2 separate regions of the Mustela erminea genome follow, and region 2 is linked to region 1. Evidence: chromatin contacts called from public Hi-C data. All regions are on one chromosome and are shown on one strand. Each heading gives the region's core, a stretch centred on a gene start, on an enhancer-like site or on the middle of the called end of the contact. The rest is flanking DNA. Distances are from core to core; before and after follow the strand shown.

The links. A called contact is a pair of places that touch in the nucleus more often than the background predicts.
Region 2: a Hi-C map of spleen shows a contact between it and region 1, with 2.3 times the contacts expected there. The contact joins the promoter of DDIAS here to the promoter of ANKRD42 in region 1. A contact is called at or near these places in 2 of 3 Hi-C or Micro-C datasets (fibroblasts and spleen).

Annotation. Positions count from the first base shown.
Region 1 is chr9:47,247,255-47,254,749 of mMusErm1.Pri, reverse strand. It overlaps ANKRD42 (ankyrin repeat domain-containing protein 42), which reads left to right and starts at 3,068. Exons shown (of 12, transcript XM_032359712.1): 1 at 3,068-4,127; 2 at 6,165-6,328. The coding sequence starts at 3,068. LOC116599683 (a long non-coding RNA gene) reads right to left here and starts at 3,062. Exons shown (of 4, transcript XR_004289448.1): 1 at 2,856-3,062; 2 at 2,040-2,101; 3 at 1,832-1,870; 4 at 284-1,170.
Region 2 is chr9:47,474,714-47,482,208 of mMusErm1.Pri, reverse strand. DDIAS (DNA damage-induced apoptosis suppressor protein) reads left to right here and starts at 2,834. Exons shown (of 5, transcript XM_032357983.1): 1 at 2,834-2,931. It overlaps PRCP (lysosomal Pro-X carboxypeptidase), which reads right to left and starts at 2,813. Exons shown (of 10, transcript XM_032357984.1): 1 at 2,743-2,813; 2 at 1,515-1,697. The coding sequence starts at 1,682.

The sequences.
Region 1 (7,495 bases), core at 1,819-4,318:
TGTTGCTGAGAGCTTACCATCTTCCTGACAATGCAATCTTATTGATTTTCCAAGTAAACGATATAATTTATCTTAATTTCTTGCTAATTTCATACCTTATCTCACTTACTGGATCCATACTATACTGGATCCAAAATTCTCAGAACAATGTTGAATTGTATGAATGACAGAAAATATAACCTGGATCATGAAATTAAGTTTCTTTATTGCTGGTTGATACCCTTCATCCAGTTAAGCAAACTTCCTTTTGTTCCTTATTATAAAAATTAAAAAAAAAAAAAAAAAATCAGTAATAGATGTTAATTTCTCAAGTGTTTTTTCAGTATCAATTAAAGTTATATAGTTTTCCCCTTTATCTACTAATGTAGAAGATTTTCATTACCTGTCTAATGTTGACCATCCTTGTACAGGTACGATTAACCCAACTTGGTTATGACATTATTCTCTAAATGCACTGCTAGGTTAGGTTTTTCTTTTTTTTTGCATGTATTTTTAAGTGAGACTGAGCTATATTTTATTTTACTATCTTTTAGATTCTGCTATGGTTATGTTCCTTTCATAGTTGGGACACACTCCCATTCTTCTCTATGCTTTGTTCCTGGTGACCTTCGTCAGGGATATATAGGGCATTCTTTCATGATTATCAGTTCATTATGGTTTTCTAACTGTACAGCCAATTTTTCGGGATGTGTATTTTCCTAGAAAATTGTCCAGGTCAATTTTCAAGATTATCCATATAAGACTATTCTAGATTCACTTCCAATTTTCGAAGTCCCTCTTACCTGAAATATGTTCCCTTTTTTCCAAATATCGTTTTCTTTAGATTTGTTGTCTATTTATTGTCCTTTTCAAACAGAAGGCATTATCATCAATTTTATTTTCTATTTCATGAATATCTTATTTTTAATTCCTTTACGTTTATTTTGGGAGATTTTCTTTTTTCTGCTTCTCTGCTGTTTTGGTTTTCTTTTCTAATCCTTCCTGCCATTTGTGCATCCTTTGAGGATGTGCTGACCCTCAATGAATTTACCCATATAGCAACAAATGAAACCTTTACCATTATTATGTAAGTGGCTACAAACTCTCTATTAATTTGGAGTCAGTCAGAGTGAGTTCCAATTCCCCACTTCCTATTATGTGATCTTGGCCAAATGTGAGCAGTTTCTTCATCTGTAAAAACAGAAATAATAATAGAGATTAAGTCTGAAACTATTTGTAAATCATTTAGCATAGAAACTGGCCCCTATTAAAATAACTCAATTGATGTCTGAGAAAACAAAACACCTCAGTTGCTCTATTTCTAAAAATAAGCAGACTGGGATGACTAATCCCAAATTCCCTCCTAGCTGTAAAAAAGATGATTTTCGGGGCACCTGGGTAGCTCAGTGGGTTAAAGCCTCTGCCTGCCGCTCAGGTCATGATCCCAGGGTCCTGGGATCGAGCCCCACATTGGGCTTTCTGCTCAGCAGGGAGCCTGCTTCCCCCTGTCTCTTTGCCTGCCTCTCTGCCTACTTGTGATCTGTCAAATAAATAAATAAAATCTTAAAAAAAAAGATGATTTTCATTCTCTCAGTTCATCCACAACAAACAACTGACCATCAAGCCACTTCCTAACCCACACCACAGCTACTAAGCTCTCCACAGTCCCTACCTCCCAGAAGCTCAGAGTCCTTGGGGAGTCAGGGTGAAGACCAACTGTTAAATAGGTAATTTTAAAATAATGTGAAAAGTGGTCTAATAAAGGCTGCGGAAATTCAGAGACTTTGAGAAGTATGTCCAGCAAAAATCAAAGATCTAGGTTGGATACCTAATTCAGGTACTTAATACTTACTAGCTGTGAATCTTCAGGCATAACTGGTGCTTTTTGTCTCTATCTGTAAAAAGGAAGAATAATACGGTTCGGATAGGTTATGTTAGGATTAAATAACAAAACTAACAGAAAGTACTTAGTATAGTGTCAGACTCACAGGAACTCAGCAAATGGCAATTATTAGTATTACCACTATTACAAGAGGCTATGGAAGTTAAAGTCAACTTACTGTACTTCAAGAGAGATAAGACAGGGTCAGGGTAATTTCCCAAATGTGTTTAAGAACAAAACCTGTGGCAAAGAAAGAAGGATGGGGAAAGGGGAAAAAAAAAAAGTTGAAAGGGGAACTAAGGTGGGTGATACCCTTGGAGGGCAGAGAATTCTACTGTATTCTCTGCTGCTAGCACTAAATCCGACCCATGTATTTTCTTCTAATTTTCTTTTTTTAAGAAGGCTCCACGCCCAACGTGGGGCTGGAACGTCTCTCTGAGATCAAAGTCGCGTGCTCTACCAACTGAGCCACCCAAGTGCCTCGCGGCCCCTGGCCCCACCCGGGTATTTTCAATAAAGAGTGAATGGAAGAATATATGTTAAGCAATAAGGTTGGATAAAAAGATTTGGGCCAAACTGCTGAAAGTGAACATTTTACATTAAAAGGAGCCTTGGATTTGGGAGTCAGGAACCCTGGGGCAGTCTTCTGACTACTGACCTGTGTTTATACTGGTTCCGTAACTTACCTGTTTGTCCTTAACGAATTACTGATACCTTGAATCGGCTAACCTACAAACCAGAGACAACACCTACCTTACAAAAATTATTGAGAATTAAGTACCAAGCAATTACCGAAGAGCCTGGCACTAATAAGCATTCAATAATGAAAGCAGCTGCAGCTGCTAACTTTTCCTTTGGGTCTTTCTCCACACCTGTGAATCGCTAAGGTAAGAACCTATTTCCTCCGATGTTCCAGCGAGCACTGAGAAACTATACTAGATTTGTCAAGGACGAAGAAAGGCCCCACCCGGCCCGCGCGACACAGGTCACCTACGCAAACTGCAGTCCTGGAACCTCCACCTGCTTCGCTGAGCCATGGAAAGCGCGACGGATGCTAGGCCATTGGAGAAAAAGGGCCTAGATAATTTGGATGTGAGGCCGTACGGAATTTCACAAAAACCGGTCCTTACCACCCTCCGACGTCTCTAGAGGCGAAGCCTAGGAAAAGGTGGAGGGGAAGCCGGAAGTGACGCAAGACCGTGAGGAACAGGAAATGACCGCAGCACGCCGGAAGTTTACCCGTTTCCAAGGCAGCGGCTCCAGCGCACCTCCAACAGGTTGGCTGGAGTCGGGAGGCTGGAAAGCAACTTGGAGGAGAGGGTACTAGCCCACGGCGGCCGCCGCCGGAGCGACTCGCGGGGAGTAGCGGCCGAAGACGGCGGCCGCCTCAGTAGCCACCGCGTGTGGAGGATAAACGGCCGACACGGCCAACGCCGGGGCCAATTAAGGCAGAGAGTTAGCGAAGACCAGGACTGTAGTCCCAGCGAAGACAGGGAAAGAATCCGTGAAGACGGCGGCCACCTCTGTAGGGACTCTAGCAGAAGACTAAGTGAAGACATCGGTTTCTCCGGCAGTGACTCTAGAAGAGTTAGTGAAGACCTGGGCAGTGTCTCTCTGGAGAGAGTTACGGGAGACGGTGGGCGCCGTCACAGTAGCTCCTGGGAGAGAGTAAGGGGAGACCAAAGCTGCAGCAGCAGCGACGTGAATTTAAGTGAAGTCGGGAGCCACCAAACTAGTGACTGCGAGGGACTGGTCAGAGAAGACCGCGGCCTGTGCTTCAGTGATTCTTGGGAGGGTGTTAGAGTAGTCCCGGACCCCCAACTCAGCCACTTCGGGGAGAGAGGCAGTGACTACTGCAGACGCCGCCTCAGTGGCTCTTGGGAGGAAGGGAGTGTCGATGGCGGCCACAGCCTCAGTAATTCCTGGGAGGGAGTAAGTGAAGACCGCGGTTACGCGGCCAGCGACTCCTCCGGGGTGAGCGTCAGCGTAGACGCCAGCCGCTGCCTCCGTGGCTTCTGGGAGAGAGAACGTATAGACGAGGGCTTCCGCAGCGGGAACTCTTGGGAGAAAATCCGGGAGGATCAGGTACCCAGTCTTAGCGACGACGAAGGCAGCCACTGCAGTGGCTCGTGGGTGACAGCAAGTGAAGACCGCCGCAGCAGCGGGGGCCTGGACTCGGGTCTTCCCCGGAGTCCGAGGGATCGCACCATGCCAGGGGCTTCCGATTCGGGCCCTTCCACCTCCTCTAGGGAGAGTGCAAACCCGTGTGAGTCAGACTACTTCGCTTGCCTTTGTCTCTGCCACTCTTTTCTGATTTCATCCACATCTGCTTTGGCCCTTTCTGGCAGTTTCCTTTCTCAGTTGTGACTCCTGATTTCCCTTAATTGACTTGTTTTAAGTGGGTCCCAAAGCTGTTCACTTGTTTCTTATCCTTCTTCACTCCAGCTTTCCTCTCATTCTTTCCACCTGCACTATTCCTGAGACTTCTAGTCCAGACTGACATAAACGCTTGTTAAATATTAGACTCTTGGCTTCTCTGCAGCATTTGACCCTCTGGAGATGACTTTAGACTTACCTAGTTTTCTCCCTTCCACTCTATTGACTCTCCCTTTCCCTTAGTTAACTTTTCTTCCATCCTCTCCTTAAATCCTATTATTTCCCCCTGGATAATGCCATCACTGGTGCTTTTTTCCCTGGTCGTGTGCTGTTATTGAGAACTGACCGGGAAACTTGTGTGGCTGTGAGATTCTTGTGCCATCTTGGTTTGAGCAAGGACTATTGATAACACCCTTAATGACTTAATTTTTTGAGACTCAGTCCTTTTCTCTGATACATTATAGCCCCCAAAGAAAAATACTCCCAAGCATTCGAGGCCAGGTGGTATGGTTTCTTATATCCTGTTCACTGTCTTAGCTTCTGCCTGCCAAACACTGTGATAATATTGAAAAAGGAAAGGGTTAAGGTGTAGGCAGGGAAAGATATTATGACAGTGCTTGGCACATGGTAGATACTCAGAAAGGATTTTTGAGTAAAATGTGCAGCATTTTGTTAAGGAGTGCTATAAGATATTATACTAGCCCTCAAGAAATTAGCATTTGAGTTGTGGAGAAAGGACATATACATAGATAAATAGTAGTATAGATTGCATAGATTATCTACCAAAAATTAAAAAACCATTTGAGGTCAGGAATCATGCCTTTTTGTTCAGGATATACTTTGATTAAATTCTCTTCTTCTTTCTCTTCCAGCAACTGTTCATGCTTAGGTACCTTTGTTGCTTCTGGCTTAAAATATTTCACAGTCACAGGGACGCCTGGGTGGCTCAGTTGGTTAAGCAGCTGCCTTCGGCTCAGGTCATGATCCCAGCGTTCTGGGATGGAGTCCCACATCCGGCTCCTTGCTCAGCAGGTAGCCTGCTTCTCCCTCTGCCTCTGCCTGCCATTCTGTCTGCCTGTGCTAGCTCGCTCTCCCTCTCTCTCTCTGACAAATAAATAAAATCTTAAAAAAAAATTTCACAGTCACAATGTAGCTTTGATGTTTGGAACATTAAATTGTAAAATATAAGACCGCTGGAGTGTTATGAAGTAAACATTGTGACCTGCCATTCCTTTCTTAGTGTAGTACAAGTGAGAAGGATAAGAAAAAGATTGTGGAATATATCAGCCTATGTGAGTTAGGGCTCTGTTAAAATCACTGGAGAGTAGGTCTCTCTTGTGGAGAATGCACTGGGTGTATTTCAGAATGGTTACTTTCCCCCTTTCCCTGCCAAAGACGTGAAGTAATTCTTTTCACAGTGATAACCTGGTGGGATTTACACTGGTAGGGTAAAATCTATGAAAATGTGGGGGCGTTCTAAGACTGTAGCCCTCGAGAGTTTCTCATTCGTAGGCTAATACTTGCCCAGCCTCTAGCAGTTTGTCAAAATTACCATTTCAGTGCTTGGAAGTTTATGGCTCCAGTGGCTTTTGCTCCAGGTAAGCTGAACTTGTTTGTGTTTCTCTGTATTTGTGTGTCCAGACTCAGGGAGGCAACTGGCTCTGAGACCTTGGTTCTCTGATGAGTCCAAGAAAAGTTGTTGATTTTCCTTTTGTCCAGCTTTTTCTTTACCTATGGGAGTGATAACTTCTGTGCTTTTTATGTGTTAGAGCTGAAATGGAAGTGTGATTGAACTGTTAATCACAAACATCTTTGTAGTAAATTGTTTGGAAAGCCAAAGTGATTTTGTGCTTTCTGTTGAATCATTGCTTTAGTCTTTTTTTTTTTTTTAAAGTTTTGTGATATATGTTAATTTGATTTTCAATAGGTGCCCGGAAGAAAGTGCATTTTGGTAACATACATGATGCTGTACGGGCTGGAGATGTAAAGCAGCTTTCAGATATAATAGAACGAGGAGCCAGCATAAATGAAGCAGACATTCTCCATAAGTTTACCCCTTTACATTGGGCAGCACATTCTGGAAGTTTGGAGGTAAGAGGCTGTATAAATTATTAAACTGAAGTAAGTTTACAACTGTTAGCAATTTTGAAATTTAGCAAATAGGACTGAGACTTTATACTAGGCACTGGAAATATTTTTTTCTTTTCATTTCGTTGTAATATTTGTTGTTCTGGTTACTGTGCCTTTGTAACAAATTGTCTCAAAAGGTAGTGGGATGAAATGGCCATTGGTGCTCAGGAGTAAATTAGGAGTTTGGATCTCAGGGACAGCTTGTCCTGTTTTGTGATGTGTTGGGCTTCAGCTAGAAGATTTAAATGCTGAGTCTGGAATCTTCTGAAGGCTTGTTCATGCAGGTGTCTGGTAGAAGATGCTAGCTACACCCTGGCCACCTTAATTCCTCTCCATGTGGGTTTTTATGTGAAGTCTCTCCACCTGGGCTTGTTTGTGATTCCTCACAATGTAGTTACTGTGTTCCAAAGGCAAGCATGGAGGGTAATTTATAGACGGTAGCATGGGAATATCCAGTTCTGTCAATCCTAAAATTTTTCCTATAGTTATTTTAGATTTTTAAAAAAGAGATGGAATATTATAGTTGCGTGTGAAGTCCCTTAGCACTCCCTTCAGGTGCCATTCCTCTCCTCCCAACTCATATGTTGTTATTACATATGATTATAGCATTGTTTTTAATGACATTTTATATAAATGACATCATACTATGTGTATCATCTTGTAGCTTTTTGTGTTCAATGATGTGTTTTGGAGTCTTAACTATGTGGTTACATTTATGTACTCCATTTCTTTGAGACATGTTACAATACCATCTACTTAGATTAATATCAGAATTTATCCACTTTTTGATTGATGGCTATTTAGTTGGTTTCCATTTTCAGCTAGTACAGGCAGTGCTTGGTGAATATTTTTATGCAGACTTTCTCTTGGGTTGTGTGAAAAGCCACCTGGACTTTTTCTTCATGATTCAAGATTGTGTGGAGCTTATTTTCGTGACTACAGCCTGTAGGCTGCAGTGGTTCTGTTCAGTACAAAGTCTCTTATTGCTCCAGACACACAGAGACTGCTTTCTCTGAATATGGTTTCTCTGTGTGATTTCCTGTTTGGGCTTCTCTGCTTCTTGGAACCAAATCTGGTCCTGAGGATTATATTAAATAGCTTGAACTTTATCCTGTAGGGGATGGGTTT
Region 2 (7,495 bases), core at 1,585-4,084, 230 kb before region 1:
ACCCACCAACCCCCTGAGATAGCTCCCCCAAAGCCCTTAATTTTCCTCAGTAGAGTGTGTACTTTGCTCTTCCTTATTCAACCCTCTCATTTTACAAATGAAGAACAGTACCCTACAGATTTAATTTAAGTAAGTTGTCTGAATAAAAGTCCCGTTTCAAAAATTAAAAAATAAAAGTCCCCTGTTTCCTGGTACCCCTACTGAAATAAAATGCTTTCTCTTCCTCATAAACTGTAATTTAAATTTCTGGGTTAAAAATAATTTCTTATAAGTTACAAATTCATACGATCCCTCTACCAAAATTCAAAATTTAGGGCCAAATTCTCTGCTGGGGACTTGTCATCTGTCCATTTAACCATTATCAAATCCCCAGATTAAGAAACTGGGTTCATTTTTTTTTTTTAAAGATTTTATCTACTTGAGAGAGAAAGAGAGCAAGCATGCAAGCTGGAGAGAGCAAGAGCAGAGGAGGAGCAGGAGAGGAAAAAGATGACTCCTGCTAAGCAGGAGCCCTACCTGATCCTAGGACCTTAGGGATCATGACCAGTGCCTAGGGCGGACCCTGAACCTAGTGAGCCACCCAGGCACCCCAAGAAACTGGGTTCAGAGAAGTACTGTATCTTTCCCAAGGTCACAGAGCTAACAGAGCGGTATGCTGTTCTGTTCAACTCCAAAAGCCAAATCTCAGACTCTTAAATTCTTTCTAATCCACACATTTCCCTAAACTTTGCCTATCTTTACAGAGTCTCCCAGAAATAAAGAACCATAAGAGATCCAGTCATTTTACGCAGGATATACTTTTTTTATCCAGGCTTGTCAGAGTGCATTATGCTTCAGCCAAGCATCAAGGCTCTTTTAAACTTCTAAACTCAAGCTTCAGAACCACAGATATGCTAATCCCCCCCCTCAAATCTTGACTCTCTTCTACTATTTCCTCTACAAGCATGGGCTACACATAAGTTCAGTCTTATGGAGAATAGGAATGGTTAAAAACTCTTAATCAAAGGGTTACAAAATCAACTTTGAGCTAAGCAAGAGATGACAGGCTTGCGTTTTAGGTTGAATACTAAATATTACCTAGTAAGATATTGGAAACGTGTATTTAGAGGCTGCTTAGGGACAAAGGATGACTGTCACCACGGAGTAGGAGACAGAGTTGGCATTAAGTAATTTTAATTTGACGGGAGGTCAGGGGAATTTGAATTACGGCAGAATTTGAAGATTTTTCAGAATTTGAATTCTGAGAGCAGAAGAAGTTGAAGTGACTATCATAGCCAATTACAGAAGAAAGTGTGGAACCAGGATTGATGTTACATTACTGGTAACGGGAGGAGAGATTTTAAACAGAACTGAAACTTGGTGTCACCCTCTGGGAGCTGTGAGCCAAAGATCGAACAAGTCCTAGGCATTAGGGATCCGAAAGTCCGGGTGGGCTACGGTGCCTAGGCTCGGGTCTATTACACGGGAGACTTCGAAACTTCGTCTACCCGCACGCTCACCCCGCTCCGCCTTACCTTCTGTTGGATGTAGTGAACCGAGTAATTCTTGGCAACAGTACGGCGGAATGTAGAACTGGCTGACCAGCGCAGGCTGCTGAGGGCCTTCATGGCCGGCGGTACATGGAAGGCGGCCCCGGGCGTCAGGATAGCCAAGAGCAGGAGCAGGACGGTGGGACGCCCCATGCCTCAAGCTGGCGGCTGCAGTGCGGGTGGGAGCGAGACCGGTAGATGCAGCGGGCTAGAGCCAAGCCCAACCACAGCTCCGCCCACCGCAGATAAGCTCCTCCCCGCTGTAACCCAAAGCCACTCACCCCGCGGCAACACCGCCCACACCTGGTCACCCAAACCCCCCCGAACGCGAGGGCGAGGCAACTTTTCTTGTTCGTCTCGTGCAGGCCCCTATAGAGTCCAGCTTCATCGCGGTTACAGCCCAAGCCGACCTTAACCATCCTTGGACTTCCTCCTACCTGACCGCCGGAATCCCATCCTTTCCTAGAGCGCTCCACAGATCCACCTTTCCGGCTGTTCCCTGCCGGCCTCAATTCCATTGCCACACCCCTTGCCCTCCGCAAACCCATATGATAATAATAATAGCTACCATGACAATTTCTTGAGCGTTCTCTAAGGTCACTATATCGCTAGGCATAACGGCACACACATCAACTCATCTAACTTAAGCATCAGTGTGTCGTGTATGATCGCCCCTCCCATTAACTGATGAGGAAACTGAAGCCCCAAGACAGGTGTAGAGACTTACACTGCGTCACTCCGCAGACCGCTCGGTCTGGCTCCTTGCACCCCACTTCCATTAAGTCAGTCAACCACCTCCTGTGGTACTCTGTTCATGGGTCACCCCAAACCTCCATGTTGTCCACATAACCCATCCCTTAACTGGAGGCGCCGGGGCCCACATAGCCCCGAGTCAAGTTACGTCCTGGTCCCTTCTTCCAGGATACGCCCCCTTTCTTCTCCCGGCTCGGGATAGCCCCATTCAGGTCCCGCTTCCTCACCCCCTTCCGTCTTCACCGCGCCACCAACCCCTTTACTCAGCTTCCACTCCTCCTTCCAGTCACCCCGCTGAGCCCCGACTGGAGGGGTGCTACCACCACCTCCTGGGATCCCTATACGACCCCCAAAACCAACTTTATAGACTACGCCACGACTCCACTACTCAGAGAAGAACATTCGCCAAACCCTGTCTCTACCCACAGTTTGACGAAAATGGTCGTTCCCAAAAACTCACAGAACGCAGTGTTCAATCTCCACCCTTGGCGGCGCCTTCTTCTGATTGGCTGTGAGGAACCACTGCCAAAGCGTCACTTCCGGCGGAAAAGGACGCGGGAGATTCGATTGGAAGGCGCCTGGCTGGTCGCTAAGCCCTGGGGTCTGCACCACCGAGCGTTGCCCGGGCAGGTTCCGTCCTCTGCTTCAGGTGAGAAACTATGGGAAGAGATTCTCGGGTCGCGCAAAGGGCGAGACTCCTAACGAGGTCCTCAGTGTCGTTATAAATGAAAATTAGAACATTCTATGTTATTTTTTTCAAGAGTTAGTCTTTTCTGTAAAAGGTTTCTGAGAGTAAAGAGAAAAAGGTCAGTCATTTAAATTTTAGGCACTGCTCTTGATAAGAGTTGAACTAGCGTTTACTCAACATTTACTAAGCCATCGAACTAGATGTGGGTGAGCGTCTGGAACCGGTAATACAAAGAGGGAAAGTACTACTCCTGATTTTGGGGTGCTCAGAATTAGAGATTTTGCGGGCTATGCCAAGTAATGCGTGCTGAAAAGGGGTCTTTTTCTTTCTTTCTTTCTTTCTTTTTTTTTTTTTTTAAGATTTTACATATTTATTTGAGAGAGAGAGTGAGAGAGAGCACAAGAGTGGGGCGAAGGGCAGAGGGAGAAGCAGGCTTCCCGCCAAGGAGGGGGCCCAGTGCGGGACTCTTGGGATTCTGACCTGAGCCCAACGGAGACGCTTAACCGACTGAGCCACCCAGGTGCCGGAAAAGGGGTCTTTTCAAACTGCTTTGATCTAGAGGGAAAAGTGCTTATCAGTGTGCTCAAACCGGAAACTTAAGAGTTTTCCAGATTCCTTCCTTGTCTCATGTTCGGCTCGTCCTTACCAGTCTCTGAATATCTCAAATGCATACAATTAACACCAAGACTGCTACATAGGTAGGCGTCTAGCCTCCCAGCGGCTCTTACTTCAATGGTATTATTTTCCAATCCAGTCTCCGCATTGCCAGGCTGTAAGATAAGTCGCAGATCTGGTCAGGGCACCCCCCCCCCCATTTAAAAGCTTTCTTGCCTCCTATTTGCCCTCAGGTTTAAGTCTAAACCCTTCACATATTTTACAGGGCCTTTCTCATCTAGCTTTTGCCCACTTCTGAGCTTTGATTTTCACCACTCTAGCCCTAGGTTCCAGCCCTGTGGAAGGAATGTCTTTTTTCAATTCCTCAAATGCACCAACTCACCTCACCTCCAGACCTAACCCCATCCCCACCTTGGCCAATTTTTACTCCTTCCAACCTGTATTTTATTAAGTCAGGAAGCCTTTCCTGACCTTGCAAGACTGGGTCACAAAGTACCCAGTAGTTAGTCATTCTGCAGATAGTTTTAAGTGTCTTCCTTTGCCAAGAGTTACTAGGTACTGGTATTACAATGGTGAACAAGTTAGATTGCTCACCAAATACAACTTAAACCTTTGATGGTTCGAGTTAAGGATAATGGGAAACTGAGTTAGGCTGGTTTGGTATGGCCTTTCTGAGGTCTTAAAACACAAAATTCAGCCAAGTAAATTTGAAGATCTATTCAGCTTTATTAAATGATTCAGGTAGCATCTTAGTAGCAAGTAGAAGGGCGTTCTGGGAGGGTTGTACAAAATAGGTTTTTATGGGAAAGAGGGTAGGGCTAGAAAGTTATTAGCAAAAGAAAGGATTGTTCCAAGCAAGGTCACTCTCCCTGCTGGTGGGGGAGCCGGAAGTCTTACCATGCTGATTACCTTTGTTAAGATGGAGGGAGCCCTTGTTGGCTTTGATCCGGAAAACCCGTAACTGACCAGTTAAGACTATTATTTCTGCGGAAAGGTTGAAAACTGCAATTAGTTTAGGTATTAAACATCGATTTGGGGACCCTGCCTAAATGGACTCGATTTTGGGTCTGTGGTTTTCTTTTTAACAGAGGAGTTGACTCTTAGAGTAAGGCCTAAAAGATGAAAATGATCCAGCCATGCACTAGAAGGAAGAACATTCCAGAATGAATAGGTTGTGCAAAGGCCCTAAGGTAGAAAAGAGCTTGGCACCTGAGTGTTGAAGAACTTAAGGAAAGACCGGTGCTGCTTGAAATGTGTTCAGAAAGGACAAGTGGTGAAATGGGCCTTGAGAGATGAGCGCCGACCAGATCATGCAGTTAAGAGGCTATTGCAGCAGCAGAAGTAATAGGTGATGGTGGTTTGAATTAAGGTGGTGGCAGAATATATGGGGGGAAGTGGATGGTAGTTTTTAGGTATGGATATAGATCCGAGGACATACAGATGGGTATAATGTGGGATTTGAGGGAAAAGGGAATGAAAGATGATTCCTAGGTAACTGACCTGACTTAACTGATTGGAGAGTAGTGCCATTTGCTGAGATGGAGAAAATTGTAAAAAAAGAATGTGGTGTCTGTCTGATCAGATTGGGACCTCCAGATGTGGGGCAATGATCGGTTGGAAATGGGTAGCACAGGCAGTGAAAGAATTCACCCAAGACAGCACAAAGGAAATAGTTTATTGAATATACCACAAACGAGTGGCAGGCAGGACAGCGAAGACGAGACGTCCACCACAAGAAAGTGGGGCTGTTATTTCAAGGAGGAAGGTGAAGAGGTATGGAGACATACAGAATTTTTTCCTTTTGGTACTTTGGTACTTTGAAACTTTTTGGTAACTGTTCCTGGTTGTAAGTAGCCCATTGGTCTGTTAGGGACGATGGATATTTTGAGGTAGGTCACCTGATAGGCTTGTCTGTATTCAACCAGGTGGTCACTGGACCCTTTTGCCTTGCTGTACATACCTCTGCTCAAGCCTGTTGTCTAAAAGTGGTCTTTACAAAGAAGTTTAAGAGGAAACTAAGAATTCAAGTTTTTTACCTATGAAAACTTGAAATATCTATGAGAAGTCAAAATAGTTGGCTCTCCATAACTGTCCCCTGGGTGTGGAAGTCTGGAGCTTGCAGATATTGTAAGTACCTTTGTGTCACTTCCTTAGTAGTTACACATTGTCTTAGCCAACAGTTTATAAGTGTCTTGAACACAAGAGCCTGTGTTTTTTTGTCTGTAACTCTTTCCTCCTCCCCATCCCTAAAATAGTATTACATTTACCACAAATTCAATAGACAAACTGTTGTACTCACTAAGAATTTCTTGGGTGGTTCTTGGATTTTTTGTTATTGTTGTTAGGGTTTCTTTTGTTTTGTTTTAAATAGGCTCCACACCCAACATGAGGCTTGAACTCATGACCCTCAGATTAAGAGTCACATGCTCTACAGACTGAGCCAGACAGCAGCCTCTTCTTGGGTAGTGGTTTTTTTTGTTTTGTTTTGTTTTGTTTTGTTTAATATTTTATTTATTTATTTGTCAGAGAGAGAGAGCAAGCACAGGCAGACAGAGTGGCAGGCAGAGTCAGAGGGAGAAGCAGGCTCCCCGCGGAGCAAGAAGCCCAATATGAGACCGGATCCCAGGACGCTGGGATCATGACCTGAGCCAAAGGCAGCTGCTTAACCAACTGAGCCACCCAGGCGTCCCTGGGGTAGAGTTTTTAAAGTATTTTTCACCAATATTTCTCCAAATAAAAGAGGTTTTATTTTTTGTTTGTTTAGTTTTGTCTTCTGCCTTCTCATCCCTTTCCAGAATTTTCATGTTAATGTCAGTAAATCATTTATCAAGGACTTGTTTTGACTACTTTTAGAAAAATTAGACAAGTATGCACCCTCAAGGGTGACCATTAGATAGTTTTAAGGGAATAACTTAAAATAGCTGAGGCCTCTTGGCCCTGTGTAATATGAAACAGGAGATCTGAAAGCAACAATGTGACAGATTTTCTTGCCCAGCAAGAACAGTTTTGGGAGTATAGAGGCTGCCCCAAGATGGGGCACTCTGTCATGAAGATTATTTTGAGTTAAAAAGCAATCAAAACCCAGCAGATTCAAGAAGAGCCCTTTACTTCCCCCCATAACTGCCTAAAAAGAATGTAGATAGAGGACCTCATCCAAGATGAAAGCTATCTCCACATTATGATACATAGTAAGGTATGGTAGGAAGGAGAAACCTAGCAAGGCCTGTTTGAGCAAAGTCCTCTCTTATTCCCATTGCTTCTGAGTGGCCCAGCAAACATTTGTTTGCCAAACATTGACCCTTTTTAATATTTTTCTGAGGATTGCGGGCCTTCTCGAGGAAGTCCTGGACCCCTACCCACTTCTACTTAGTTCAGGGTGACATATGTACCTCATTTTGCCTGACCGTCTTTGGAATTTTCAGGATTGTGTGAATTCCCTCTGTACACATGCTGTTAAATTTGATTTTCTTGTTAATCTCTCTCATGTCATTTTGATTCTTACTGCAGCTAAAATCACCTTGAAGAGGACAGGAATGTTCTCAACAATGTTAAATAATTAAATTTTTCTTCATGATCTAACATTTAATAAGAATTATTGTAGGCTAGCCCAAAGGAGAAAAAATTATGTCACTGTATGTGCATATAGGGGCATGGTTTTGTTTTTGTTTTTAAGATTTTATTTATTTGAGAGAGAGTACAAGAGCAAGTGAGACTGAAAGAATGAGTGGGGGGAGGGGCAGAGGGAGCCGCAAACTCCCTGGGGAGCCTAGCACAGGGCTGGATCCCAGGACCCTGGGATCATGACCTGAGCAGAAGGCAGACATTTAATCAACTGAACCACCCAAGTGCTGTGGTTTTTCATATTAAGGTGTCTTCTAGGAAATTGGTAGTGAAGGAGTTTAGATTAAAA